2 separate regions of the Zea mays genome follow, and region 1 is linked to region 2. The links are chromatin contacts, called in public Hi-C maps. All regions are on one chromosome and are shown on one strand. Each heading gives the region's core, a stretch centred on a gene start, on an enhancer-like site or on the middle of the called end of the contact. The rest is flanking DNA. Distances are from core to core; before and after follow the strand shown.

Evidence for each region. Hi-C and Micro-C count contacts between places; a contact is called where the count stands out from the background.
Region 1: a contact with region 2 is called in a Hi-C map of leaf, with 7 times the contacts expected there. The contact joins the promoter of LOC100272994 here to the promoter of LOC101202700 in region 2. A contact is called at or near these places in 2 of 25 Hi-C or Micro-C datasets (bundle sheath and leaf).

Annotation. Positions count from the first base shown.
Region 1 is chr8:137,380,721-137,384,470 of Zm-B73-REFERENCE-NAM-5.0, forward strand. It overlaps LOC100272994, which reads left to right and starts at 1,931. Exons shown (of 2, transcript NM_001147445.1): 1 at 1,931-2,241; 2 at 2,662-3,750. The coding sequence starts at 2,188. The coding sequence ends at 3,735.
Region 2 is chr8:137,054,375-137,057,902 of Zm-B73-REFERENCE-NAM-5.0, forward strand. It overlaps LOC101202700, which reads right to left and starts at 1,276. Exons shown (of 3, transcript NM_001294319.2): 1 at 928-1,276; 2 at 770-827. The coding sequence starts at 1,202. It overlaps LOC100280873 (protein transport protein Sec61 beta subunit), which reads left to right and starts at 2,381. Exons shown (of 1, transcript NM_001153793.1): 1 at 2,381-3,246. The coding sequence starts at 2,523. The coding sequence ends at 2,846.

The sequences.
Region 1 (3,750 bases), core at 681-3,180, 330 kb after region 2:
TTTGGACATAACTAAAAATAAAGTAGGTATCTTGTGATATCATGGCCCCGGTGGATGGTGATAACTAGGTCCAAGGCTTAATAGAATTAGTAGTGTACTCATACCAACAAGGTGCATCTTATTTTTCAGAAGCCTGACTTGAAAGAACCTTCAAGTTAAGTGTGCTTGGCCTTGGAGCAATTTGGGATGGGTGACCGATTGAGAAGTTTTCTCGGGTGCGCATGAGTGAGGACAAAGTGCGCACAAAAGATTTGTGCTAGTCTGTGGGGACAATATATGATCCTAGAGAGCTGTCTAGAGTAAGTACCATCGGTCCAGAAGTGGACGGGGTGTTACAAGTGGTACCAGAGCCGGCCCTCGTGGTTTCACGGGCGTGTGTGGGTTAGGGTTTTGGGTATATGGCGTATGTGGGCCCAGAGTGGTCACATGGCATGGCATATGACGACACTAGACACACAGACATGGCCAAGAGGGGAGGTTCCTAGCTTGGGGTTGACCGACGAGGACGTCGGTCTTCTAAGGGGGGGTGAATTGTGATATCATGGTCCCGTTGAATGGTGATATCCTGGTCCAAGGCTTAATAGAATTAATAGTATACTCATACCAACAAGATGCATCTTATTAAGCCTAACTCAAAAGAACCTTCAAGTTAAGCGTGCTTGGCTTGGAGCAATTTGGGATGAGTAACCGATCGGGAAGTTTTCTTGGGTGCGCATGAGTGAGTACAAAGTGCGCACAAAAGACACATGCTGGTCTGTGGGGACAATATATAATCCTAGAGAGCTACCAGGAGTAAGTACCGTCAGTCCGATAGTGGATAGGGTGTTACATATCTGCAGGCAGGCAGGCAGGGGCGAAGCTATATTCATTTTAGGAGGTGCATCTGCATCCATAAAAATGCAAAACTAGTTGCAATGAGTAATTTTTAAACTTATATGCATCCTTGTTATCTGGTGTTTAGGCTGTCTCCGACAGCTATCCTATCCAATCCCCTATTTAAAACTCTAGTCTACAAATAGTGCAATCTACAGTGTAAATCTCCTATTTTATACGATCTATTGTAGACAGCCTTATGCACTTGGGCATGTGCATGTGAAGTAGCCACTTGTGTAAAGTACACCGAGTACATCCACATGTATAGTAGGCTATTAGATTATCTTTGGTGGACCATGTAAAATAGGGGGATACGGACCTGTAGATAACATTGTTTATAGAGTCAAATTTAAAAATAGAGGATAAAATGAGGAATATGATAGAGAATCTGCTAGAGATAGGCTTAGCAGTGATGTTGGGGCAATTATGAAATTGGGACTGTGGATGAAGCTTCTTGCTCACGCCAACCGCGCTCTACGCTTTTTACTGCTCGCGTGGGGGCACCCGGCAGGCAAGGGGCATCCTGGCCGTACAAACTAATCATCAGCAAGTTTAAAACTACGCAAAAAATGAATAATGTTCATGTGGCTTGTTTTGTGTAATGTTCATCAGCTGGTTAAAATAATTGGTAGCTTGGCTATTTCACTCTCCGTTTAGATAGATGGATAGACAGACAGAATAGTAGCAAGACATGCATGGTAAAAAAAACTACGCGCTGCACCTGTGCACGCAGAATCATATAGATATGGTAGATAAGGTTCTTTTGCAACATATATAGAGAAATATGAAAAGACGCTAAATTCTTAATAATATGTGTATCATGTGTACCAAAGACGTATACATCTTGACAATTAGCCGCTAATTAACCAGAGTGCATGATGGGTCGGGGTCGGTGATGAGCACCACGGAAAAAGAGTGTGGGGGAAAGCACAAAAAAAATAAGGCTACACAGAGACAGAATGGCGCAGGCCCACCTTTTCTCTCTCTCAGTCTCAGGCTCTCAGCTCGCTGATATCATCCGACCTGCCAGTCTCCGTCGGTCTCAGCTTCCCCCTCCCTTCTCTTTTCCCTCCCTCGCCCGCCCCCCTCGCCTCGGCTTCGCTAGCTGATTCCGGTCGCCATCGCCATCGCGGCCTCCACTATCTCCCCGTCCCAGAGTCCCAGCAGACGCTCCCAGCACCATCCACCATCCATCCGCAGGCCGGCCGCAAGGCAAAGCACACACGGCAGCGCGAGCTGAGACGACCTGATCGACACACACTCACAGACAGACAGAGAGAGAGAGGGGTGGCAAACCCTAGAACCAGCATCACCATGATCTTCCCCCCTGCCTTCCTCCACGATTCCTCGAGCTGGAACGATAACCAGGTAATCTTCTGATCCTCCCCGGCCTGCGATCGATTCTGCACGCAGCTTCCGCCGCTCTCTTCTTTCTTTCCCCGCGTCCAAGATTTTATTCACTCTCTTTTCATCAACGAGCTCGCTAGTGGGCAGTGGCACGAATATAATCAAAAAGGCGGACGCGTCGTCGGAGAAAGTCGCAGCAGCTAGCTAGCTTGCTGCGTGCGCGATATATATATATTGGTATCTGTTTGCAACTGATGACTCATTCATACATGCTAGCTATCTCAAAAGAAGAGAATAATAATCTATACGAGTACGCACCTATCTAGGGCTTGCTTTGCTAGCTAGTTGAGCAGCTTCCGTGCATCATATCTTCCTGCTTCCTCGCTCCTCGATCGATGCTTTATTCATTTATTCCCCGCATCTTTTGGTTCGATCTTGTAGCACCACCAGCAGCACCAGGTTGCGGCCGGCGGCGCCGGCGACGCCAGTCATGAGCTTCTCCAGCCGTCAATCATGGGGGGAGCGCTTCCCGATGGAGGCGGTGACGGTGGCGGCGGGCAGGTTATTGGAGGCCCCGCGAAGCCCATGCCCATGGCGGAGCGCGCGCGCCTCGCGAGGATCCCGCTGCCGGAGCCGGGGCTCAAGTGCCCGCGCTGCGACTCCGCCAACACCAAGTTCTGCTACTTCAACAACTACTCCCTCTCTCAGCCGCGCCACTTCTGCCGGGCATGCCGCCGCTACTGGACGCGAGGCGGCGCGCTCCGCAACGTGCCCGTGGGCGGCGGCTACCGCCGCCACGCCAAGCGCGCCAAGCCCAAGCAGCAGCCGGCCGGTGCCGGTGCCGGGACCGGGATCGCCGCCACCACCGCCGCGCTGCAGCAGGCTCCCGCGTCGTCAGCCGCCGCCTGCACCGCGACGACCACGGCGACGACCACCCCGCTGCCTGGCGGCGGCAGCGGCGGTGGGCTGTCCATGCTGCCGCCGCTTTTCCGCCTCGCCGACTTCGACGCCATGAGCCTCGGCTCCTCCGGCTTCTCCGGGATATCGTCGATGACTGGGAAGCCCAGCTCCGTCGACGCCTACGCGCACTCGGTCAGCGGCCATGCACCCGCTCCGGGGGGCGGGCTGCTGGAGCAGTGGAGGGTGCAGCAGATGCAGAGCTTCCCGTTCTTGCATGCGATGGACCAGGGCCTCCTGGGCCCACCTCTGGCCATGGCAATGGCGCCGGCGCCAGGAAGCGGGATGTTCCAGCTAGGTCTAGTGGACACCACCACCAGTGATAATGGCCGTGGCGGCGGCGGAGAAGACGGATGGTCGTCTACCAGAGATCAGCCGCTCCATGTGATGCAAGCCGCAGCAGCCACCAAGAAGAGGGAGAGCTACCCGGCACCAGCACCAAGAGGCGTGTATGGGTATGGCGACCACCACCATCACCATCTCGCTGCTGCTGCTGATGGTGGTGGTTACGCTTCCTATTCCACCAATGCTGCTGCAGGTAATAACCATCTATTGTAATGGCCGGCAGACCGA
Region 2 (3,528 bases), core at 26-2,525:
TATAAGCCGAAAAGGACCTTAACAGGTTCTCAATTAGAGTCAGAATAGAACAGAATGACTGTGAGTGTTTACTCCTTTTCTGTTATCTACCATGATAAAAGGAACCGAAATGAAATTTAGATTTCGGTACTGTGAAGGTTGAAGTTTGAGAAAAATCACTGAGAGATTACTGCACTATAGACTAAGGTCCTATTTGAATGCACTAGAGCTAATAGTTAGCTGTCTGAAAAAATGCTAGTGAAATTAGCTGGCTAATAAATAGCCGGCTAACTATTAGCTGGATTAAACTGGATATAACTAATGGGTAGTTGAGGGTGCAACTAATAGTTAGCTGAACTATTAGTTGGGGTGTTTGGATGACTCGAACTAATAGTTGAACTATTAGCTGGGCTGTTTAGGTGTCTCCAAGTAATTTTAGCAGCTAACCATTAGCTCTAGTGCATTCAAACAGAGCCTAAATAGTGTCAGCACAATAAAAACTTAATGTGGGAGGCTATTATGTAAGGATAACTAGTCTTCAACCAAAAAAACTCATGTTAATTATCATGAAGTTTGCTAGATCCTGAGCAATCCAAAATACCAGCTACAACAATACATCTAAGCCATCACGGCTTCAAATTGGCATGGTTTCACTTCCACACAAGAATCTCTAACAGCAGCCCAAGATGTATTTGCTGACCTGAGAAACGGAAACGAAGCACACTGGATTGCAATGTAAACGTCCTACAACGGGTAACATAAGACAAACTAAGATGACGCAGACGCAAACCTTGTAGTCGAGCAGCATCTGGGGCATCTTCTTCATCAGCTCAACAGTATTTGCTCGCCTGAGAGACGGAAATGAAAACGAGGCGTCAATCAGTTGACCCAGTGAGCAAACTAAGCACACAAATGGAGTGGAGGGGCGCAAGAGATGCGCGCGCTTACTTCTCGGCGGAGATGCGGTCGCACTTGTGGCCCTTGCGCTTGGTACGCATCTCCCCGCGGGGAGGATCGTAGCTCCAGTCCTCGCCGGCGAGGAGCACCTCCTTGCGGAGGCGGGCGCGCTTGCGAGCGCTGATGCCGAGCGGCTTCCACGCGCCGAGCTCCCAGTATCCCCACACCCCCTTCCCGAGCTCACCCTTGTACTTTGCCAGCTTCTCCTTCCACGGGTACCCCTCCGCCCACCTCGCCGCCGTCGCGGCCGCCGCCTTCCCGGCCATCGTCGTCAGCTCCGATCGCTCTGGGTCAGTTAGGGTTCAGCCCGCGGCTTCGGGTAGTAGAGTGACCACCTATTGGGCCTTCTGAGGCTGGGCCACATTGTAGCTCATGTATTGGGCTTTAATGGCACATAAGTGGGCGAGGGAGAGACCAGGTCCGCAGCTTTTTTTTCCAGCTTCTAGACACCAGAAGCTGCTGCAGACTAGTAAATGTCTAGCTTTTTTTCTTTTCAGTCTGCTTATATAAGAATTATTTTGGTCAAAATTGTCTAAAATCAACATGAACATATAATAAGCTGAGTCGTTGCGATAGTAAAAACCATCACTTTCGATATCATAAATCCTATGAAATATTTTATCTTCTTTTACATGTAATCACCATGATACTTAGATTCTCTTTACAGTCAGATTCTCCTCACAATCAGATTCTTAGAAAAGCTTCTCAGAAAAAAGCTGAACCAAACAAACCCCCAACTCTAATCGAGCCTTTTATAAAGCCTTGAGCACGAATTTCATGGAACATATTTTGGTTATAGAAGTTGTAAAAAACAGTTTCTATTTATTGTCTGCTTTTAGTACATTCTGATAAACAGCTAAACTGATAACTGCTTCAAAAATGTCCTGTTTGGTCTATCTTTTGCTTAAACCTATGAAAAAAATTTATAGAAGTTGTGTCAAAGAGGGCCTTTGTATACTGTCAACAAGATCTCGCTTCCTTCCAATACCGTTCATTTTTACAGGTGTGACAAATACGATAGAGTTGTTTACTTCTCTTTAGAAGTGAAGCACACTAACTAGTTCTAAGCGGATGAAAATCTAGAGAACTACTGAGTGGAAGAGATGGCCGGTTTGGAACAACCCCTCCTCTTATTATAGAACTGTTATATATTTGCAAATCCGCTCTTAGATCTTTTTAAAAAAAATCACTTAACCCAAGGAGCATAATAGTTTAAACGATAAAATGCCAAATGCCATCTCGACGTTCTCCCTTTGGTTTCGAGGTCCAAACGATAAAATGAAATGGGCTGGTGGGTCTCGTGGGCTCCGTTTTGCGATCTTTAGCAATTATCACGAGTACGTAGGCCGATAGTATGTACGTACGGGTTGGATACAGCCAGCCCAACGAATAGCAGTCGCACGGCACGCAGTAATAACCTGCCCATCCCCCGACCCCACCACCGAGCTTATCTCCTCCCGTCTAGGCGACGACGACGACGAAGCAGCGGGAGGAGCATAAGCGCCGCCGATCCCGAGCATACGAGCGAGTTCTCCACTCATCCTCCGCCTCGTGCCGCAGATCCCTACGTACGCCGCCCGCCAGCCATGGCCCGCTCCTCCTCGCAGTCGCAGTCCTCCGTTGGCGCTGGCGCCGGCGCCGGCGCGCGCCCGGCCACCGTGGGGCCGCGCGGCACGGCCGCGGCGGCCGCCGGGATGCGCCGCCGCCGCGCCACCGCGTCCGGCGGGGGTGGCGGATTCTCGGGGGGCGGCGGGAGCAACATGCTCCGCTTCTACACCGACGAGGCGCCGGGGCTCCGGCTCTCGCCTACCATGGTGCTCGTCATGTCCCTCTGCTTCATCGGCTTCGTCACCGCCCTCCACATCTTCGGCAAGCTCTACCGCTCCCGGACGGCCGCGGCCTCCGCGTGATCCGATCCGATCCGACCGCTCTTGCTCCCACACATCGGATCAGACAGACAGATCAGACGGTGAAGGTTTTGGTTTTTGGGTGATGAATTTGTGTATGGCGAGACGCGCAGCTTGTTGTGTTGCCTAGCTTTTGGTTGGTCCTTACTTTCGATCTGCAGATGGAAACCCTAGTACTGGTCAACTTAATGCGCCCTTTCTGTTATTTTCTTCCCTTGCTTTGAGAATTATTACTGGAATAACTATGACTAGTTTCTTCTAATTCTGCTTGCTAGCTACAAGTGCATCTTCCTAGCTTTAGATGTGCTCCATTGTTGTCGCTCCATTAACTACTTTCTGCACTTGCTAGGTATTCTGGGTACTTTTACCGAACTGGGGAGTTTGATTATTGCTTCGCACCTTACCTGCTAGCCATAAAATTCTGCATTATGTTGTGTGCTCCTATAATTTGTCAGTGTTTGTTTCGCCCCTCCAGCAAGCTCTTGTTCTGAAACTATAGCATTCGAAGTTTGTACAAGTAGCTATGCTCGACATGATGTTATTATGTTCATCGCGAGGTTATAACAATATGATGCTGGTTGATTTATATACCTGGAAGTTAGAATGGGCAAAGCATATGACAGCTCCTTATTGCATTAGGCTTGAACTGGATGCTGCTATGAGTTTTTTTATCAAAGTTTTAAGC